Regions from separate parts of the Ovis aries genome. Here region 2 is linked to region 1. The links are chromatin contacts, called in public Hi-C maps. All regions are on one chromosome and are shown on one strand. The core of a region is the stretch at or near the end of the contact, and the rest is flanking DNA. Distances in the headings are between cores, read along the strand shown.

Region 1 (3,090 bases), core at 199-2,698:
TGCCACTAGTGCTGAGACTGAGAAAGCCTCATCACTTATGAGAAAGAGAGAGCACTGAATACACATACACATAGGGGCTTAGATGCACATCCCCACCCCTGCCTCAGCTCAGCCCGCTTCTCAGCATCCCTGAGAGCTGGAGGTACCAGGAAAGGTACCAAGGATAAGTAAGGGCTTAAATCCAGGCACCTTCTTTCCTGCTCAATGTGATCCTGACCAAGAGATTTCCTTAATCAGGGTCCTTTTCTCTCCATCCTGTGGTCACTTCTAGGCCTGACTGACATTCTGTAATTCTGCAGTTGTATGTTGGTGCGTGCTGTTTCTTTCTCGGCTAAAAGATGTCAATGCTGCAGGCTCTCTCACATGCCAAGAGAGGAGAAGTCCCAGATAGGCTGGTCTGAGTCACTGAGAGCTCACATTACATCCTGGATCGCCCAGAACTCAGTGAACTCAGCAGGCACAAAGGCTGCCCAGGTAAGTGGCCTTCAAGCTGCAGAAGAAACGGGAGGCTGGGAAGGTGGCCACTGAAGGCTGGGTGGCTAACTCAGCTCTAATCTGAAGAGGCCTCCTTGTCAGTCAAAACATGCTGTGTCTTTGCCAGGAAGCAGGGAGACCTCTGTGAAATCTGCTTCTTTGCCTCCCAGGGTAAGAGTGCTAGGAAACCTCACCCTGCCGAAGGATTGCTTCTGAGAGAGAGAGGTCCTGCAGAGAGGCAGTGAGCAGAGCTGATGCCTGGGGCCACTCCAGGGGCCTGACTTTATTGTTTCTAATTGGCTTCAAGAGGAGGTCAGACCGTGTAGTGGTAAAAAGCCTCAGCTTTCACATCACACAGGCCTGAATGTGAGTCTAGTCTATCCCTTTCTGTGTGACCCTGGTAAAGCGAGCCTGCCTTAGTCTTGACTAATCCTCAGTCCTGATTTGGGAACAATAATAGTATCCACGTTGCTCTGTGGATTAAGTAAGACAGTGAAACCACAGGTTTATCATACTGCACAGCCTAACTGCAAGTAGATGGTTATCATGAAAGGATACTACAGACCAGTGAATAGCTGAGGAGTATGATGGAATTCTCACATCAACTCCTGTATCCAGGTAGGATGCCAGATGATACTGAGAACTAACACTTTGATGGCAATTACGTACTTACAACTATTTCAAGTGCTCTGCACTTACTAACTCAAACCTCACAAAGACCCCGTGTGACAGGTATTTTATAACCCTTGTCTTACAGATGGGACAATGAGACACAGAACTGGTAAGGGGAGGACGAGGGTTTGGACAAAGGCAGCTTAGTTCCTGAATCCCTGCCCTTAGCAGTGCACACAGCACCCTGAAAGACTCCAGAAAATGGTAAGAAATGCAGGGGGAGGCCTCCCCAGCCTGCCTCAACCCTTGTCCTGCTACCAAATACCTTCTTCACCCCTAGGCAGCAGAGCCCTGCAAATGCCCAGCAGAGAAGCTCCCAGCTCTGCAGGGCAGAGTCCAGAGTGTCTGTTGGGGTGTGGGCAAGGAACGACACAAGAAGGCAGGAAGCAAATGAGATTCGGAAATGGGCAAACATCCCAGCACCATTTGGTGGCTGTGGGTGACTCTGGGCCCAGAGACATAATTTCTCAGCGCTTTATTTCTCTCCCTTGTAAACAAGGGCTCACAGGTGGTCAAACTCCCTACTAGCTCTAGAACACTAGGTTTTCCTAGTGAGAAAAGGCTGCCGGTGGAGTCTAGGCTGGATCCTATCTCGGGTGAAGAACGCCCCCTGGCGGATACTTCCAAGAATGTCCCAGAGCGCTGGGTTGGGACTCAGAGAGGACTTGGTTGGGCTGCTCTGCCCATGTAGCAGTGTGGGCACACATGTAGCTGTGTGGTCCCTAGCAAGGTGCTTCGGCTCTCTGACTCTCCGAATTCTGATCAGAAAATGACACATAAAAAACTACCAGTAATGGTAATATTTATAATATCTAACACTTTTTCCCCACACACATTTTTTCACCACTTTATTCTGAAATAGTAATGGGTTCTAAACCACTGTGAATGATAAATTTTAGGAGTTACGTATTTGTTCTTGGCACTCTATTATAAGGTTATAACACTGCCTCTGTTTTTCCTATACTTATTTTTGTCCTTCGTGGGGTTTTTGTTTTGTTTTTATTTCAATTTGGGGGGAATGTATTTAATTGCAATAAGAACAATTCTTTCTTACAAGAAGAATGTAATTGTGGTGAGATCTATTCTCTTAACAGGTTTTTGAATATACAACACACTGTTAACTATAGTCACTATGTTATCTAGAACTTACTCATCTTAAATAACTGAAATTTTATATCCCTTGATTTACCTAAGACTTTTTGAGTGTTTATGACATGATAGGTAGGCCCTGTTCTAATAATATATATATTTAGTTAATCCTCCACATAACCATGTAAGAAAGTTCAAAGACTATACAGCTCACTACAACAATCCACAAGAGACTAGGCCAATTAGAAAAGTATACAATAATGACATTTATAAGGTGATGTACATTTGATAAACATGACCCCATTGACTCCACACAACCACCGTTTCATACTTGTTTACAGCAAGGAGACAGAAGACCACCGCACCACGCCCTGGAGGCACGCAAGAGCAGGGTGTTCGGGGGTCACGTCTCACAGAGTCCCATCTAGCAGGGAAGGGAGACACCTTTTAAGGGCCCATGGGGTAATGGTGCACTATGGAAAAACCGAGAAGCTACAGAAGCTTCACTCAGTCTGGGAGGGGAGAAATTGCAAGAACCGTTCCACCCATGGTCATAGGCTCCCAAGCTTTGTCCGTCGCCATCATGGGACCCAGTACACTATTAACAGAACAGACCCGTCGTCTACCCCTGGCTTCTGAGTCAGTATCTGAGCCCCTGAGGAACACAGCCTGTGTCCTGATCACCTTCATAAACTCAGCACCCAGCAGAGGGGGTGTCATATGGTGGCTGCTCAACAAACATTTGCCAGTGAAAGCCCTACTCCTCTTCCAAGCCCACACACCCTTCTTCCTTTCACACCTTGGACATTCTTCTCCTTCACAATAACCCACAGAGATCAGGATAGTGCCTCCTTA
Region 2 (3,090 bases), core at 313-2,812, 220 kb before region 1:
ACCCCATGGACTGCAGCCCACCAGGCTCCTCTGTCCATGGGATTTTCCAGGCAAGAGTACTGGAGTTGGGTGCCATTGCCTTCTCCAGATCATGAAAATAGGAAAGTATTATCTGTACAGTTCTTCAAATCCAGATTTAGATGCAAAAGAAGGCAAAGGCAATCTGGAAGTTCACATCATTAATAAAGGGACAGGCTGGGGCAGGATAAGGATCAGTATTTAGAAAAAAAGGTTCTCAACAATGCAATTCTGTGTACGTGTCCTCCACCCAACAGGAAGGGCCATCCCTGGGCCACGCAAGAGTTGTGAATGAAGTGAGACCCTGGGCCAGAGCATAACAAAGACATCCTTAAGGAAAAGAGAAGTACCCAAACTTCAGTCCGACCACCACACTTGTGCTGCCTACGTTCTCCGCAGAACTTCTAATCACTGTCTTATTCATTTTTCACATTTATAAACTGCCTCACCCGACTCGAGTGCAAAGTCCATAAGGGCCAGGACACCGTCCATGATCATAATCCCTGTATTAGAGCAGAGATTGGTACCCAGCAAGTATCAGTGTATATTTGCATGAATAAATGAATGACAGCTAGATGGCTGGCTGGATAAAGTGGTGGCTGGATACGTGGATAGGTGGGTGGGTGGAAGGATGCATGCAAAGATGGATAGATGGGTGGCAGGTGGATGAATGGATGGATGGCTAGATAGATGGGTGAGTAAGTGGAAGGATGGGATGGACGAGTTCTATTGCCTTTGCTCTAATGAATATATCATCTTTGGGGGTAGGGCAACAGCTACACCTTCAATTGTTAAATATTTATTGAACAGCTCATGATGGGCCTGGTACTGCACTTGGACCTATACGAGGAAACACTACAGTGTATAAGACAGAGGCAGTCTCACTGAATACACACTCTAGTAGGGAGACAAACAATTATGCAAGTGATTATCACAGCATATGAGAAGTGCTATGATGAGGGGAGTAAGGGCTGCTAAAGGAAGGCTTCTTAGAGGAGAAGTGATATCTAAACTAAACCTTGAAGGAAGAGCAGCTGTCAGATGGGTGAACAGGGTGTGGAGTGGGGGAGGATTGTTCCAAACAAAGGGAGCAACGTCAGTATTAAGCCCAGTAGAAACCTGAGCCAAACAGGTTTGAGGAACAGCTTATAGGTAGAAGAACACCAGGTGCTTGTCTGAAAACCAGCCAACGGAGCCACTTTCTTCTCCTGCCGAGCTTCTCCCCCTCAGCAGACATCTGCTGTTTCTCTCTGTCGAGGATCCTCCAGTCCTCCTGGAATGCCTTCCTGATTTTCTTTGAGGAAATCCCCTGAATTCCCTTCCACCGTTCTCAGCCCATGTGGTTCAAGAGAAACCGACACTACCCTCCAATCCTTGCATGTGGGCAGGAGACCCAGGCCTGACCTGTCAGTAAACATGATGTTAATCTGGCTGCAGCAATGGGACCCCCCCCCCCCCCCCCCCAGCCTGGCCAGTTAGAAACAGCCCTGGGGCTCTGCTGGAGACAGGGGAAGGCAGTGTTTGCTGTCCACTAGGAGGCGCTGAGCTGATAGGATGTGAGCCTGCGGGGGTGGGGATGGGGGTGGTGGACGTGGGCCAACTTTATCTCCACAGGAGAGAAGCCTCCTGTAGAGAAAAACACCACCAAATGAGGGAGGGGATGGTGGAAGGAAGGAAAGAAGGAAGGGAGGGGGAGAGAAAGAAAAGAAGAAAAAGGGAGAGAGGGAATAAGACAAAATGGAGGCGATGTCGTTCTGCCTTTGCTCCGGTGAGGATACTGGTGGGGTGGGGGGCAGCTACAATTTCAGTCATTAAGTATTTATTGAACAATTTATTATGTGCAGGCACTATATACCAGGTGCTGCAAATTCTACCGTGTGGAAGACAGATAGGGTCTCTGCCTTTAGATTACACACTCTGCTGGGGAGAAAGACAATGCAATCAGTGGGTCAGCCTCCGAGACTCAGTACGGTGCCACTTCTACGTGCCAGGCTGTCCTGGCTTTCTCTCTTGCTCCTGAATGAGTCCCAAAAGGCCGCCTTCCTTCCCCACTAGGTTTCCCACCACCCAGCTCAACCCTGGCCCCTCCTGGGCAGACTTAGTGTCTGACTCACACTGACTGGTTCAACAGGGGCCACTCATCTCATGTCCTGGCTTCCTGCTTCTTTCTGTGCCTCCCTCTCCACCCAGGAAACTCCACTGTCATTCAGCTCCAATCCATCTCTTCTCCGCTCATGCTGTGTCCATATCCCTGCTGACACCTGTCACGGGGCTTCGCCATGACCCATCCTCTGGACACACAAATCATCAGTAAACGTCAGCTGTGTGAAGGAATGTCTCCATGGGAGAGCTGAGAGGGGTGGGGAGGTTGTCTAGAGGGAAACATTATTGCCCTCATTCTTATAAGGACCACTGCCAGCCCTAGACGGCACTGGGCACATGCCTGGCCAACAGGCTGTGACAGTCTGGCAGGGCCTGCCCTGCCCTGAATCAGAGCCGTGCCCTGGTCTCCCTCCCAGGGCGGCATGAAGAGACAAGCCTGAGAGTATCCTCAGAGTTCCTCTAGCTTTCTGCCTTCATCCTGCAGATGTGGAATCGAGGACCAAGGCCCAGCTAACTTGCACTGCATCAGGGTTTCCCAAAGTGTGCAATGGGAACCACTTACTTGTGTTAGAGAAGTGATTTCAGGTGTTACAGATATGTTATTAACTCTTTTTAGTTCTCTTGGAATCCTTCTGATTATATTAGGGGGAAAAACTTAGCTCGGCACTCTCATATCTAATGCCTGCCTTGGAGGCGGATGGACATGTACACACTGCTATATTTAAGATGGATAACCAACGAGGACCTACTGAATAGCACAAGGAACTCTGCTCAGTGTTATGTGGCAGCCTGGATGGGAGGGGAGTTTGGGGAAGAATGGATACATGTTTAGGTATGGTTGAGTCCCTTTGTTGTTCATCTGAAACTATCTCAACATTTGCTGATCACTATACTACAATATAAAATAAGTTTTTTAAAAAGAATTAACATTGTTTTTTCTCCATTTAGCTAATGGAAACCTTCTGTTAC

The links. Hi-C and Micro-C count contacts between places; a contact is called where the count stands out from the background.
Region 2: a Hi-C map of hypothalamus shows a contact between it and region 1, with 4 times the contacts expected there. The contact joins two enhancer-like sites. A contact is called at or near these places in 3 of 16 Hi-C or Micro-C datasets (hypothalamus, muscle and tail adipose tissue).

Annotation. Positions count from the first base shown.
Region 1 is chr19:17,253,344-17,256,433 of ARS-UI_Ramb_v3.0, reverse strand. It overlaps LOC105603417 (a long non-coding RNA gene), which reads left to right. Exons shown (of 5, transcript XR_001022532.4): 3 at 1-474; 4 at 1,232-1,350. Among named protein-coding and RNA genes, the nearest start is that of THUMPD3, 38 kb to the right of the region's middle. Within about 2 kb of position 1,448, at least 8 of the 54 cell types and tissues checked have an H3K27ac peak or open chromatin away from gene starts, as enhancers often do. A contact at or near this core is called in hypothalamus, where this site is marked.
Region 2 is chr19:17,470,458-17,473,547 of ARS-UI_Ramb_v3.0, reverse strand. All of the region lies in intron 4 of SRGAP3 (SLIT-ROBO Rho GTPase activating protein 3), which reads right to left. Among named protein-coding and RNA genes, the nearest start is that of RAD18, 87 kb to the left of the region's middle. Within about 2 kb of position 1,562, at least 8 of the 54 cell types and tissues checked have an H3K27ac peak or open chromatin away from gene starts, as enhancers often do. A contact at or near this core is called in hypothalamus, where this site is marked.